2 separate regions of the Hordeum vulgare genome follow, and region 1 is linked to region 2. The links are chromatin contacts, called in public Hi-C maps. All regions are on one chromosome and are shown on one strand. Each heading gives the region's core, a stretch centred on a gene start, on an enhancer-like site or on the middle of the called end of the contact. The rest is flanking DNA. Distances are from core to core; before and after follow the strand shown. Region 1 holds the start of LOC123408080 (probable fructokinase-6, chloroplastic). Region 2 holds the start of LOC123406926 (probable serine/threonine-protein kinase SIS8).

Evidence for each region. A called contact is a pair of places that touch in the nucleus more often than the background predicts.
Region 1: a Hi-C map of leaf shows a contact between it and region 2, with 5 times the contacts expected there. The contact joins the promoter of LOC123408080 here to the promoter of LOC123406926 in region 2. A contact is called at or near these places in 4 of 6 Hi-C or Micro-C datasets (leaf, seedling and an unstated tissue) and 1 of 1 datasets of contacts at active chromatin or transcription factors (embryo).

What each region holds. Positions count from the first base shown.
Region 1 is chr7H:95,594,742-95,601,068 of MorexV3_pseudomolecules_assembly, forward strand. It overlaps LOC123408080 (probable fructokinase-6, chloroplastic), which reads left to right and starts at 4,278. Exons shown (of 8, transcript XM_045101281.1): 1 at 4,278-4,730; 2 at 6,031-6,248. The coding sequence starts at 4,595.
Region 2 is chr7H:95,219,648-95,225,843 of MorexV3_pseudomolecules_assembly, forward strand. It overlaps LOC123406926 (probable serine/threonine-protein kinase SIS8), which reads right to left and starts at 2,568. Exons shown (of 13, transcript XM_045099942.1): 1 at 1,871-2,568; 2 at 705-1,142; 3 at 460-563; 4 at 1-337. The coding sequence starts at 2,371.

The DNA.
Region 1 (6,327 bases), core at 3,028-5,527, 380 kb after region 2:
TGGTATTTGAAACTCATTATTATTTGCTCGTTAGCTGATCATGCCATTGATATTAGTTGACCGTCAGACCTTTGTGTCATTTGCTTATGTGGTTAACTTGTGATCTTGCTGAAATTCTGGTTATGAGTTAGACATAGTTGCAACAACAAGATCAAACAGAATTTGTCAAAGTTTTTCTTTCTTTCTCAGTTTGTCAACCGAATTGCTTGAGGACAAGCAAGGTTTTAAGCTTGGGGGAGTTGATACGTCTCCATCGTATCTACTTTTCCAAACTCTTTTACCCTTGTTTTGGACTCTAATTTTCATGATTTGAATGGAACTAACCTGGACTGATGTTGTTTTCAGCAGAATTGCCTTGGTGTTATTTTTGTGCAGAAATCAAAGTTCCCAAACGTCCTGAAAATTTATGGGGAGCAGTTTTGGAAAATAAGAAAAATATCTGTGCCAAGTTCCACCTCAGGGGGTGGGCCTGTGGGCCACAAGCCCTGGCTCCGCCACCACCACCCCTGGTGGAGGTGGGCAGGCTTGTGGGGCCCACACGACTCTGCCGCCCCCAACTCCAGCTCTATAAGATCCCTTTCGTCCCAGAAAAAATAAAAAGAGAAGTTTTCGTCGCGTTTTCGATACGGAGGCGCTGCCACCACCTGTTCTTCATCTGGAGGGCAGATCTGGAGTCCGTCTTGGGCTCCGGAGAGGGGAAATCGTCGCCGTTGTCATCATCAACCTTCTTCCCTCTCCAATTCCATGAAGCTCTTCGCCTTCGTGAGTAATCTATTTGTAGGCTCGCTGGGCGGTGATGAGTAGAATGAGATCTATCATGTAATCGAGTTAGTTTTGATGGGGATTAATCCCTAGTATCCACTATGCTCTGAGATTGATGTTGCAATACTTTGCCATGCTTAATGCTTGTCACTAGGGCCCGAGTGTCATGATTTCAGATCTAAAATTATTATGTTGTCACCAATATATGTGTGTTTTAGATCCGATCTTGCAAGTTGTAGTTACCTACTATGTGTTATGATCCGGCAACCCCGGAGTGACAATAACCGGAACCACTCCCGGTGATGACCATAGTTTGAGGAGTTCATGTGTTCACCAAGTGCTAATGCATTGGTCTGGTTCTTTATTAAAAGGAGAACCTTAATATCCCATAGTTTCCTTTTGGACCCCGCTGCCACGGGAGGGATGGACAATAGATGTCATGCAAGTTCTTTTCCCTAAGCACGTATGACGACACATGAAATGCATGCCTACATCACATTGACAATAGATGTCATGCAAGTTCTTTTCCATCATATGCTGTGAGTCATATGCTCCTTATTTTTATATATCTCTATCTTTATGTTCACATGCTATTCACTATACAAATCCGGTATTGTCATCAATCCACCAAAAAGGGGGAGATTGTTAGGGCATAGTTTATGCCTAAGTAATTTTGGTGATTGATGACAGTACCGCAAAGGACTAACCGTGTGTGTTAAGATTTCAGATAACACATGTCAACGACACAAGACGACTCGCCCCCTCTTTCCATGGAACAGAAGCACGGTGTACTCTACGATTCTCTTTCTTTGAGTCATAGGAACGCCGTACTATTAAGAGGGGACCCGTAGTGGAAAGGTTTGGGTGGAATCAATTTTGCACGCACTCACTTTATCTTCTTTCCCCTTACCTGCAACTTTGGAGTGGCTCCCGCCTCTCTGCTTATCTCATCTGAGCAAATGGTCCCTCAGCGGTAGTACCGGGCTGGCAGTACTACCGCTGCAGCCAGCGGTAGTACCGCTAGCTGGCGGTACTACCGCCCCTGGTCAGCGGTACTACCGCTCCAGGAGCTTAGTACCGCCTTCCTAGCGGTTGTACTTCGATGGACCTTTTTGCGAAGACTTTCTTGGCGGTGGTTGGCCCGGTAGTGCTCATGCACTACCATGGGCCCAGCGGTAGTACCGCTGGAGTGCCAGCGGTAGTACCGCTAGGCACCGGCTGTGAGTGGGAAAACGGTTGGATTTTTCCCCCACTATATAAGGGGTTCTTCTAGCTATGGAACCCTATCTCTTACCCTCCCAAGCTCCATTGTTGCTCCCTAAGCTCAAAAGTGCCCGATCTCTCTCCCTAGCCAATCAAACTTGTTGATTCTTTAGGGATTGGTTGAGAAGGCCTAGATCTACACTTCCACCAAGAGAAAAGTTGATTCCCCCACCAATCCCTTGCGGATCTTGTTACTCTTGGGTGTTTGAGCATCCTAGACGGTTGAGGTCACCTCGGAGCCACATTCCATTATGGTGAAGCTTCGTGGTCTTGTTGGGAGCCTCCAAGCTTTTGTGGAGTTTGTCCCAACCTTGTTTGTAAAGGTTCGGTCGCCGCCTTCAAGGGCACTTATAGTGGAATCATGGTACCTTGCATCGTGTGAGGGCGTGAGGAGAATACGGTGGCCCTAGTGGCTTATTGGGGAGCATTGTGCCTCCACAGCACTCCAACGGAGACGTACTTCTTGTCAAAGGAAAGGAACTTCGATAACACATCCTCGTCTTCATTGGTTCCACTTGTGGTTATCTCTAACCTTTACTTTGTGTATGCTTATGTTGTTGTCTATCTCTTACTTGTCTTAGTAGCTCTTGTTGTTAGCTTCATAACGGTTCACCCCATTGTTGCTATTCTTGTGAACCCATATGTTGTTTACCCTAACTTGCTAAGATTAATTAAAAAGTGGTTGCTGCCTATTCACCCCCCCTCTAGTCAACCATATCGATCCTTTCAACATGCAGCGAGCGGCGCCCTTGGCTAGCGGTCCGCTTCAATGGCTGAAGAAGTGAGAGGTCGCGTCCGCCGTGATCCACCTTCAATGTGGAGCGGTACGCTCTACAGTGACATGAATGCGAGCAGCTAGCGTCGGGCGGGAAGCATGCACGGGAGGGGAAGGTTTTTTTGGTGCGCGAGGGCGGTTAGAATCTGGCTTGGGATCAATGCAGACTCCCGCAAACCTCTCTCACATTTGTGTCCAGTCTACGGGAGAAAACACACCACGGACCGCGTCGCAAACCAGTATAGGACCGCGTTGGATGGCTTCCGCGGTCCGAACAACATGGTCCACACGATTGCGGGAGGTTTGCGGGTCTACCTTAGACATGCCCTTAGAGCATCTCTAGCAGATCCCACAAATCAGTGTCCCGCATAAATCATTTACAGGATCTCGTAAACATTTTTTGGAGGACGTCCCCCTTCTGCAAGAACAGATACCGCAAATCAATATTGAAAATTCAAACAAATTAGTTCGGGCTACAACAATTCGCTGGTGTTCATCACACACACATAGCATAGTAGTCATCACACGCACAGGGGAGTTTTAGTTTTACAACCATAATTATAAATAAATAAAACAAAATTAAAAACCCTAGATCTACCCGTCGTCGTTGTCTGAGTTGCTACGGAGTTGATGGCGTCGGCGGGCAGTGACTCGTCGCCTTCAGGGTATGGTACATCAGGGTGAAGCAAAGTGTGACGTGCAGCGGTGCAGGTCGAACTCCTCCCATAGCACCGGCAACCGCACGGTCACAACCACATGGCCGGTTGTGGCGGCCTTCTTCGCGTGAAACCACGCGAGCTCCGCTTGCCTCCGGCGTTGCAGCGCCGAGGCGGTGGAAGCTGTCCCACGCCGACGACCTCGAAGCGACACTGTGAGACTTGGGACCACGCATGCGCGCTGCCTCCCTCTGCTTCTCCGACACGGGAGGTCGGAGGTCGGAGTCGCCTGCGTCGCCGTCGTTGCGACGCTTGCGCTCGCCAATCCCGCCGTGCCCAGATGCCATCTTCATAGAGATCTGATGGTCGGATGGGAAGGGATTCATCGCTGAAAGGGAAAAGATTTCTCACCGGAGGGAAAGAGTTTGCGACAAAAGAGTCTACATGATATGTGGGACGGAACGCTAAATCCCTACAACGCGTGAATCATGTATTCTTAAATAGCTACAACCCACTAGCTAATTTTCCTCTCCATGCAACAATGTCACATCATCAAGTCATGCATAAAGTCATAAGTTACTTTTTTCATTAATCTCTTCATGCAAAACATACCACCTCATGCATTATTTTTTTCAGAAAATTTTATATTTATTTTTGCATTAATTTTAGTCTTCTACTATCATTTATCCATACATTTCCCGCCGTAACTAGCGGGGCATCGTCTATCTCGAAACTCGGACGTTTTACGAGCCTCCCGTATTCACGGATCGGATCCCTTTTAAAGGATCTGGACGAGCTCAATGCTTTCTTTTCCACTAGCTTCTAATACCATGCTGCTGTTAATTTTGCGCCGTCCATTCAGCGTTTCGCACGAACATCGGAGATCGGACGGCAAGGGCACCCTCCCTAGTCTCACGGGAAACACCCGCACAGCTGGCCGCCACTCCACCCGCCGGTCGCCAACGCAGCAGAGAGAACCAATCAGGAGACAGAGGCGCTCGCTTGCCTCGCCTCCTCCGCCGCATTCCCTCGCCGGCAGCGACAGCACAATCCGCTTACCACCGCCGGCAGCGTCTCCCCAACCCGTTGGTCGGTGCCGCTCGAGCCCGTAAGGCCGTGTACCGGCATCCACACCTGCATGGCTCTCCGCGCGGCGGCCCCGCCCTGCGCCGCGGGCCACTGCCTCCCCTCCTCCCCGCCGCCTCGCGTCGGCGGCAGGCGCTTCTTCCGACCGCTCGCCTCCGCCGCGCGCGCGCCGCTCCAGAAGTCCGCAGGTAGCCTATACTGGATGGCACATGCTTCTATACGGTTACAGGTAGAAGTAGTTGCTACCTGCCAATGATTGGGGTTACCGGGTTAGTATTCAGGCGGATTCGGTGCCTTGTTTAGGTGGCTCCAAGAGCTAAGCGATTGTAGGCGTTGGGGCACTGCTGACTACCGTATAGTTTTTGAAATCATCGAATGTGTTAGGTGTGGTGGACACATGCTTTTTCCCTTGTGTGAATGAAGGGAGTCCCCAGGCGTAAATATTGTGCGATTCGAACAGTTCGTTCGATCTTGCTGATTTTGGAGTAGGATACTAGTTTGTCAGACGTCTGAGGAACAAAAAGATGCACAATCCGGTTTGCCTTTGCTATCCTGAGACATGGATGGCTGAACCTTTGATTTCTGTCATATATTTGGAAGTTGGTTGAATAGTGAGTGTGGGCATGGACGCATGTCTGAGAAGCATGCGTTGTGCTCTCGGTAATTTGTTTTCTGTATCTGTGATGTGTGCGCGTTGTGTGCTAGTGGCTGGTAGTGTAGGCAGGAAGAAATCTTAAGATATGCGGATGGCAAACAGTTCATTGTGTGGAAAACTGGAAATTAGTCTGGTTTATTGTATCTAAAAGATTTATTCAGTCCAAATGGGTTTGGCATGCATACTCTGTTAACCAGGGTACTAGGGTAGCAAGTCATTTGTTGTGGTGATGGTCCAGAAACATATATCATTAATGCATTACTAAGGACTAACATCATGATCCTGTCATTTCTCAAAATAAAGTATCATGATCCTGTTGGCCTGTATAGTGATCATTCAGGAGCTTTTTGTGGACTGAAATGGGTTTCAAGTGCAATGATTGGGGTTGGTTTCACACATTAAATTAATAATATTACTTTTTTTTATGGTGCTACGGCGGGCTTACGCCGGCCTGAACCATTTCATTATAAGATAAGATTACATTTACAAAGTTTGAGAGTTAGGGGTGAGGGTGAGATTACAAAAACATTTGGGTTACAATCTCATAGATATGTGGAACAACATTGTACACCAATCACGAAAAAGGTTCACAGCCTGCTCGTTGGAGCATCTGTTGGACCAAAGCATGAGTTCGTCTGCAGCCGAGCGGGCGATAGTATGGATATGTTGCAGTTCCTGCCTAAAAACTTTTGCATTTCTTCTTTTCCAGATATTACTATTTTTTGGATTGAAAGAAGATTTGTTTCCAAGCTATGTTTTGTTATTTTATATGTGGTTCTGTCAAAGCCAGTGAATTTGATCTCATTCCTGTTTGATTCAATTTTCAACCATAGTTTGTACCAAAGCGATTTCAAACAGTGATGGCACCCCTGGAACGAGCGATTCTCCACATGTGGTCTGTTTTGGGGAATTACTGATCGACTTCGTCCCAACTGTTAGTGGCGTGTCATTGTCAGATGCACCAGCCTTCAAGAAGGCTCCAGGGGGTGCACCGGCCAATGTTGCAGTTGGAATAGCTCGTCTCGGTGGCTCAGCAGCTTTCATTGGAAAGGTAATTTGTAAATTTCTTCCTATTTCTGCATGTTGCAATAGAAGAGTGAGAAATTTCAAGCATGCGTAAATACACTACA
Region 2 (6,196 bases), core at 1,318-3,817:
TTCCTTGATAATAGGCAAACTTTCACTTGCATGTGAGTCAGCTGATAGTTCCCCCAATGAACTTGATTGCAAAGATCCTTGGTTACGAGTCTGGCTAGTTATTACACAATACGGATCCACAATATTGGTAGGTGTGGATCCTTTTGACTCATTTTCAAAAGAACCACACACAGAACTTGAAGGTTCACTAACAGAAGATCCTAACTGAGTGTTGCCGTCATCTTTGTCACCTTGGTGGTTATCTGCAAAGGAACTTTCTTCAAATTCTCTACCCAAGTCTGCACCGTCTGAAGCAATAAGAGTACCCGGATCTGACATGAGATCGACAATGTATTCCCTGCAAAAATGTGAAAGTAGCACATGTAATACCATGACAATGTATTAATGTAATGCAACTCTCCATTTTTCTCACTGCAAAAGTGGCGTAACATAAAAATCTGTAAAGGAATCAATAAGTACCTTCCATCATTCAATTTCACAATGTTCAAGGCTCCATCGTCTGATCCAGTGTACTGCCTTCCTTTGACTAGTCGACAAGGAACATCAAGGTTGTCGGCCAACACCTAGGTTAAATTTGAGAAAATAGATCAGGAATTGCATTTGAGAAATAGATGGACCTTAACACTCTCATGTATTCTATATCCCATCAGATAAACTTTGTAATTAAGAAAAAGGAGCTGTCCACAATGAAATAAGTTACTGACCTTAAAAAGGAGCGCACGGTGACGAGCCAGGCCAATTGTGAGCCGGCCAAGAGGCATGACGGAGCTTCTAATACTAGCTCTCAGGGAACTACTCATATTCTGGTGCTTCAACAGCACGTTTTCTGGATCAACAACTGGCCCACCCATGTGGTTTGCCACTAAAATAGCTAGCCTCTGAATTAAAACACGGCCAACAGAATGTGAAGTTTGAGAGCGGAAGTCAACGGCCATGATGAGTGCCTTCTGCCCAAGGTTTACAAGTTCGGAGTCTTGTGCTCTGTTGACCAACACAGCTTCTGTTTTAGCTCCAAGAGAAAAAGGTTGCTGATGCAGCTCCATCAGAGAGGGTATGGTTCGCAGTGAGGGCTTGCCCCCGGTGGCCCAAATGTCATAGAAACCATCCAATATTTTGTCGTCGTAGCTAAGGGCACTGAAACTCTGTGAAGCACGAACAAATCTACCATATAAGGCAAGTAAGAATATTGTAAGAATTGCAAAAATGTAGGGCAATATTCACTTAACAGTCTCTACCCTCTAATTACGGAAAGGATACATGGTGGATATTCCGGGACTGTTGGTTGAGTGTTCACTAAACAAATTACTGTTAGCCCATATCTTCGAAAGTAGCAGGTTGGCTCGTTATTTCATTTGGATTTGATAATGCAATCGACTTAGAACTTCTTATATCAGTGGACTGAGCGTAGCCATCAGAATAGCATTAACATCCCCCCCCCTTTTTTTTTTGCAGTTGGATGAGAACTCTGTGTTCACGGTTTAGGCTGGGAATTAAGAAATCCTCAGTCGATTGACCCTGGTCGCCCTCGTGCTATTGCTCACAAGTCACAAGCATTATTATGGAGCAACCAGTGGAGCGAGGGAACATATATCATATATCTAGCTAAGTTGCCTAACTACAGTAGCAACAGTTCGGTCCATCCCTTCGATGACGATTGAATTGAACAGTTATCGGAAGAACAACACCATGATCGGCACGTATTTTCAGCAAACAAATGAAATGTGTGATACAATCTGGTTTCAACTAACCTACTGGGTGTGCTTGGGTAATCTAACGGACGGATTGCATGATCAGAGCACGAGTAAGATCCCATCACAGTTACAATGCGAATGTGTAGGATCGACGGAGGGAGGAGGAAGTGATTAGTTACCCAGTAACGGAAGGCGACGACCTCGGCAGCGGAGCTCTGGAGCGGGCAGGAGCCGAGGCTGATCTGCTTGGCCACCTCGATCTGCATCGCCTCGGGGTCCTCCCGCGCGCTCATCTCCAGCGCCAGCTGCATGTGGTACTCCTCCAGCTCGTCCTCCCGCTTCTCCTGCTTCTCAATCTCCCTCTTCCTGTCCTCCTTCCGCTCGTCCCTCCTCGCCGTCTCCTCCTCCTCCGCCCTCCTCTCCTCGAGCGACGAGGCCAGCGCCAGCTCCTCCGCCCCCGTCTCCACTGCCGCCCCAGCCGCCGGCAAAGGCGGCTGTGGCTGCGGCTGGTGCGGGCGCCCGGCCACGGAGCTGAGCCAGCTCGAGATTCCAGAGGACGCGTGGTGGCCCCCGGCTCCGCCGCCGCCGCCCTTTTTGGAGGACGGGAGGGGAGGCGCGGGCGACGAGGCGCCGTCGCCGGCGGAGTCGCCGATGTGGAGCTTCCTGAGGAAGTTCTTCATCGCGCACGCCCGCCGCCGACGCCGCCGCCGCCGGCGCTATCTGCTGCGGTGGTGGTGCTGGGGCGGTGGCGGATCCGACATCGCTCCGGATGCAGGCAGGCAGGCAGAGGAGACGAAGCGGCTATGGCCTCCCCCTGTAGCGGAGAGGAGGCGGTATTGACCTGCTGCTGCTGCTGCTTACGAGCGGCCCAAAGCCGCATTAACTTAACCCCAGCTTATTATTTTGCTCCGCAGCCACCGGCCGGCGGCTGCAGTGCACGCTTGCTTGCGGCCGCGCTACACTCGGCTTTCCTCTCTGTGTAGCCGACGGGGGTGTTCCTAGCGTAATTCCATTTTGAATTATGAAAAAATCGCTGGTAAATCAGCGCTTGAGCGCGATTGGTGGACACTGTGCGCAATCAATAAAGAAAGGTTTTGTTTGGGGTCACAGGGAAAGTTCTCGTGCGGTGCGGACGACGGGGGGCACGGCCGGCTGGGACAGGGCTGTGCGCGCTTCCTGTCGATGACGGGTGGGGTCGAGACGTGGTGAGAGCCCGCACGGCAGGGAGTGGGACGCGCGGTCCGCGGGCGTGACGTCGCCGTGACTGCTGCGGAAGCGGCCGAGGAAAGCGACGGGAAAAACTTGCGGGACGGGCCATGCAGGAAGGTGAGCGGGAAAGCGAAGGCACGGGTGGACCCGGCGCAGCGTGGGCGGAGGTCCCTCTGACTCGTGGGACCCGGCGCCCTGGTGACGGCAGGACCGCGGGCCCATGCCCTGGCGTCCCACTTGCCGCGGCGCTGTGCGCAGGGAGGGGCGCAACTTGGCCGGCTGCGCCTCGAAAACCCCGCGCGCCCGCCCCATGTGGGGCCTTGGATCCCGAGTGCGCCCGCCCGGGCCCGCGTGGCATTGGGAGGACAGGGGACCCACGCGCTCCACGCGATCGACAGTGGCTCAGCTTGACGCGGGTGGGGGGTGTCTGCTGGCCTGCAACTGGGTGGGGGTGGTGGCCGCGGTGGGCCGGCCCCGCAGAGCAGCCACTAGGCGGTGGGCCCCAGGCGTTTCCTTGTGGAATTTGGGTCTGTGACCTGGTTGCGTGGCTTGCGTGGCGGAATCTTCTTCTAGGTTTGCGTTGCGATTTGGGTTTCCTAGGGACGGGAATGGGTCCGCGCACGTGCTCCTTGCTGCCAAGTTGGCATTGAAGATTCTGGCTAGGTTCAAGAGTAATTTCGGGTCAGTGCTGGACATAAGAGATCCCGTATACCTGACCCCAAAGATCGGTTTGAAGGACCTTATTTTTTGCATTTTTACTGTATAACTTTTGTGCGGGGGAGATACTATTCCTCTTAGTTTCCCTCTCGTTAGGGTTTCTTTTCTCCCAAGGCGACTACATCGCCGTCGTTGAGTTTTGCCTTCCCACCCCCGATCTACCACGCCGGTGATTGTTTCGGGCTGGCTACGAAGGGATCTAGTATCCCTAGTCGGTCTTGTTCGACACCGGTGGTGGCGAGGGAAGGTTTTGGGTCAGCTTTAACAAGCCCGGTCGTTTTTTAACTCAGGCTAGGGTTCATGATGGCAACGAAGGGGAAAGAACAGATGGAGGCGTCTGTATCTACGTCCGCCGCGGCGGTTGAGCAACTCATGGCAGAATTAGGGCTTTGTGAAGGAGACCTAGATGTCGTTGTTTTGATGAAAAGGAAGCTCCACCTGACGCAGTTAGATGGATGGCAGTGTGTAGGGTTCATATCACTAAACCCTATAGTCAATACTGGTTTTTCAAGAACATGCGCTCAGCTTGGGATCTTGCACATGAGGTGAAGTTCCGCCCCTTGGAGGAGAATCTCTATACCCTGTAGTTTTTCTGCCTTGGTGATTGGGAACGGGTGATGAACGATGGACCCTGGAACTTCAGGGGTAATGCACTGATACTGGACTCGTATGATGGGATCACCAAGCCAACTATGGTTAACCTTGACTTCATCAATATCTGGATGCATATCCATGATGTGCCGGATGTGTATGCATATCTAGTACCGGCGCTTGATGTGAAGGTTGGTGAGGTCCTTTTTACTGAACCCCTGACACAGGATTTTGCAGGAAACTTCTATAGAGTTTGTGTGAGAATCAATGTGCATTAACCTCTAAAGAACATTGTGTCTATGATCCGTGACTCTAAGAGGCAGATTTACCGGGTGAGGTATGAATGCTTACCTGACTGGTGTGTTGTATGTGGCCACCTTGGTCATGTCTATAAGGAGCACGGCGATGGGGTGCATCCGTCGTCTGCTCTATACTTCAAGGATCTTCATGCTAGCTCGCAGATGAGGGTCGGGACAGGCCCAGGAGGAGGTGGTGGACGTGGCAGAAGGGGTGGCCCTCGCGGCAGCGGCATGGCTGTCCAGACACCGGTGCCTACGGGCACTGAGGCTGAGGATTCAGACCCTGATGTGGTGATGGTAGAGGCCGATGACAACAGGAAAAGGTTGTCAGATCAACGAACCCTTTTGGGTGGTCTAGCTCTGCCTATGGCCCAGAAGGCTTTACTCGCACTCCCTCCCAGTGCAATAGCCCCAGCGAGTCCATCCTCTAAGCAAGATCAGAAGAGGCTGTGAACCAATACGGAAAAATCAGAGAGAAGAAGGGAACTGCTTCCGACAAACCCAATGATGCAAAATCGGCGACCCCCCGAGGGGAGGATCGCCGGGCACAATGAATCTCCTATGTTGGAATTGTCGCGGTGCGGGCAAAGCAGCGACAATTCGAGAGCTTTGTTATTTAGGAAGCAATTTGCCCCGACAGTGCTATGCATAGTGGAAACACAAATCTCAAAAGCACGTGTCGAAAGTCTGGCTGGTACTTTAGGTTTTAAGCATGCCTATGCAGTTAGTAGTGTTGGTCGTAGTGGAGGTATTGGTTTGTTCTGGAATGATGGAATAAAACTTGATGTTTTTGGTTAAGCAGAGTACGATGTTGATGCAACTGTATCTGTCCCGAACCAGGACGACTGGCGTCTGACTTGCGTATATGGCGAAGCACAAGCGGTGGATAGATACAAGACTTGGGATCTCCTCAAGTCGCTGGTGGCTGCGAGCTCTCTACCATGGATTTTTATTGGGGATTTCAATTAAGTCCTTCACCCTCATGAGCATGTAGGGGAAGGACAACGGAGACGATCACAAATCCAAGGTTTTGGGATGCTGTTGATATTTGTGCACTTGCTGATCTTGGTTATCAAGGGAAAAAATGGACTTTCGAGAAGAAGACGGCTAGTGGCGGTTACGGCCGAGTTCGTCTGGACCGTGCCTGCCAATATGGACTGGACCTCGCTCTTCCCACATGCGATACCGAGCCACGAGACCGGTGCACCTTCGGATCATTGCCCAATCAGGCTGTAATTGGAGCCTACCACCTCGACGCAAGCTTCTTCAAAGTTGTTCCGCTATGAGGTCTACTGGAAGAAGCATGAGGATTTTGATTCTTCTCTCCAAGCGATGTGGAGTGGCGCTCCCAAAGGCCATATAGTCGAGCATATTGTTGGGGAACGTTGCATGGGAAACAAAAAAATCCTACGCACACGCAATACCTATCCATGGTGATGATCATCCACGAGAGGGGAGAGTGAATCTACATACCCTTGTAGGTCGCTAAGCGGAAGCGTATATAACGTGGTTGATGTAGTGGAACATCTTCGCGATTCAAATCGCAGCCCGTCCCGCGATCTCATCACGATCCGTCTCGCGATCCCATCACGATCCATCCCGATCTAGTGTCAAACGGATGGCACCTCTTCGTTCAGCACACGTACAGCTCGATGACGATCCCCGCCTTCTTGATCCAGCAAGAGGGGC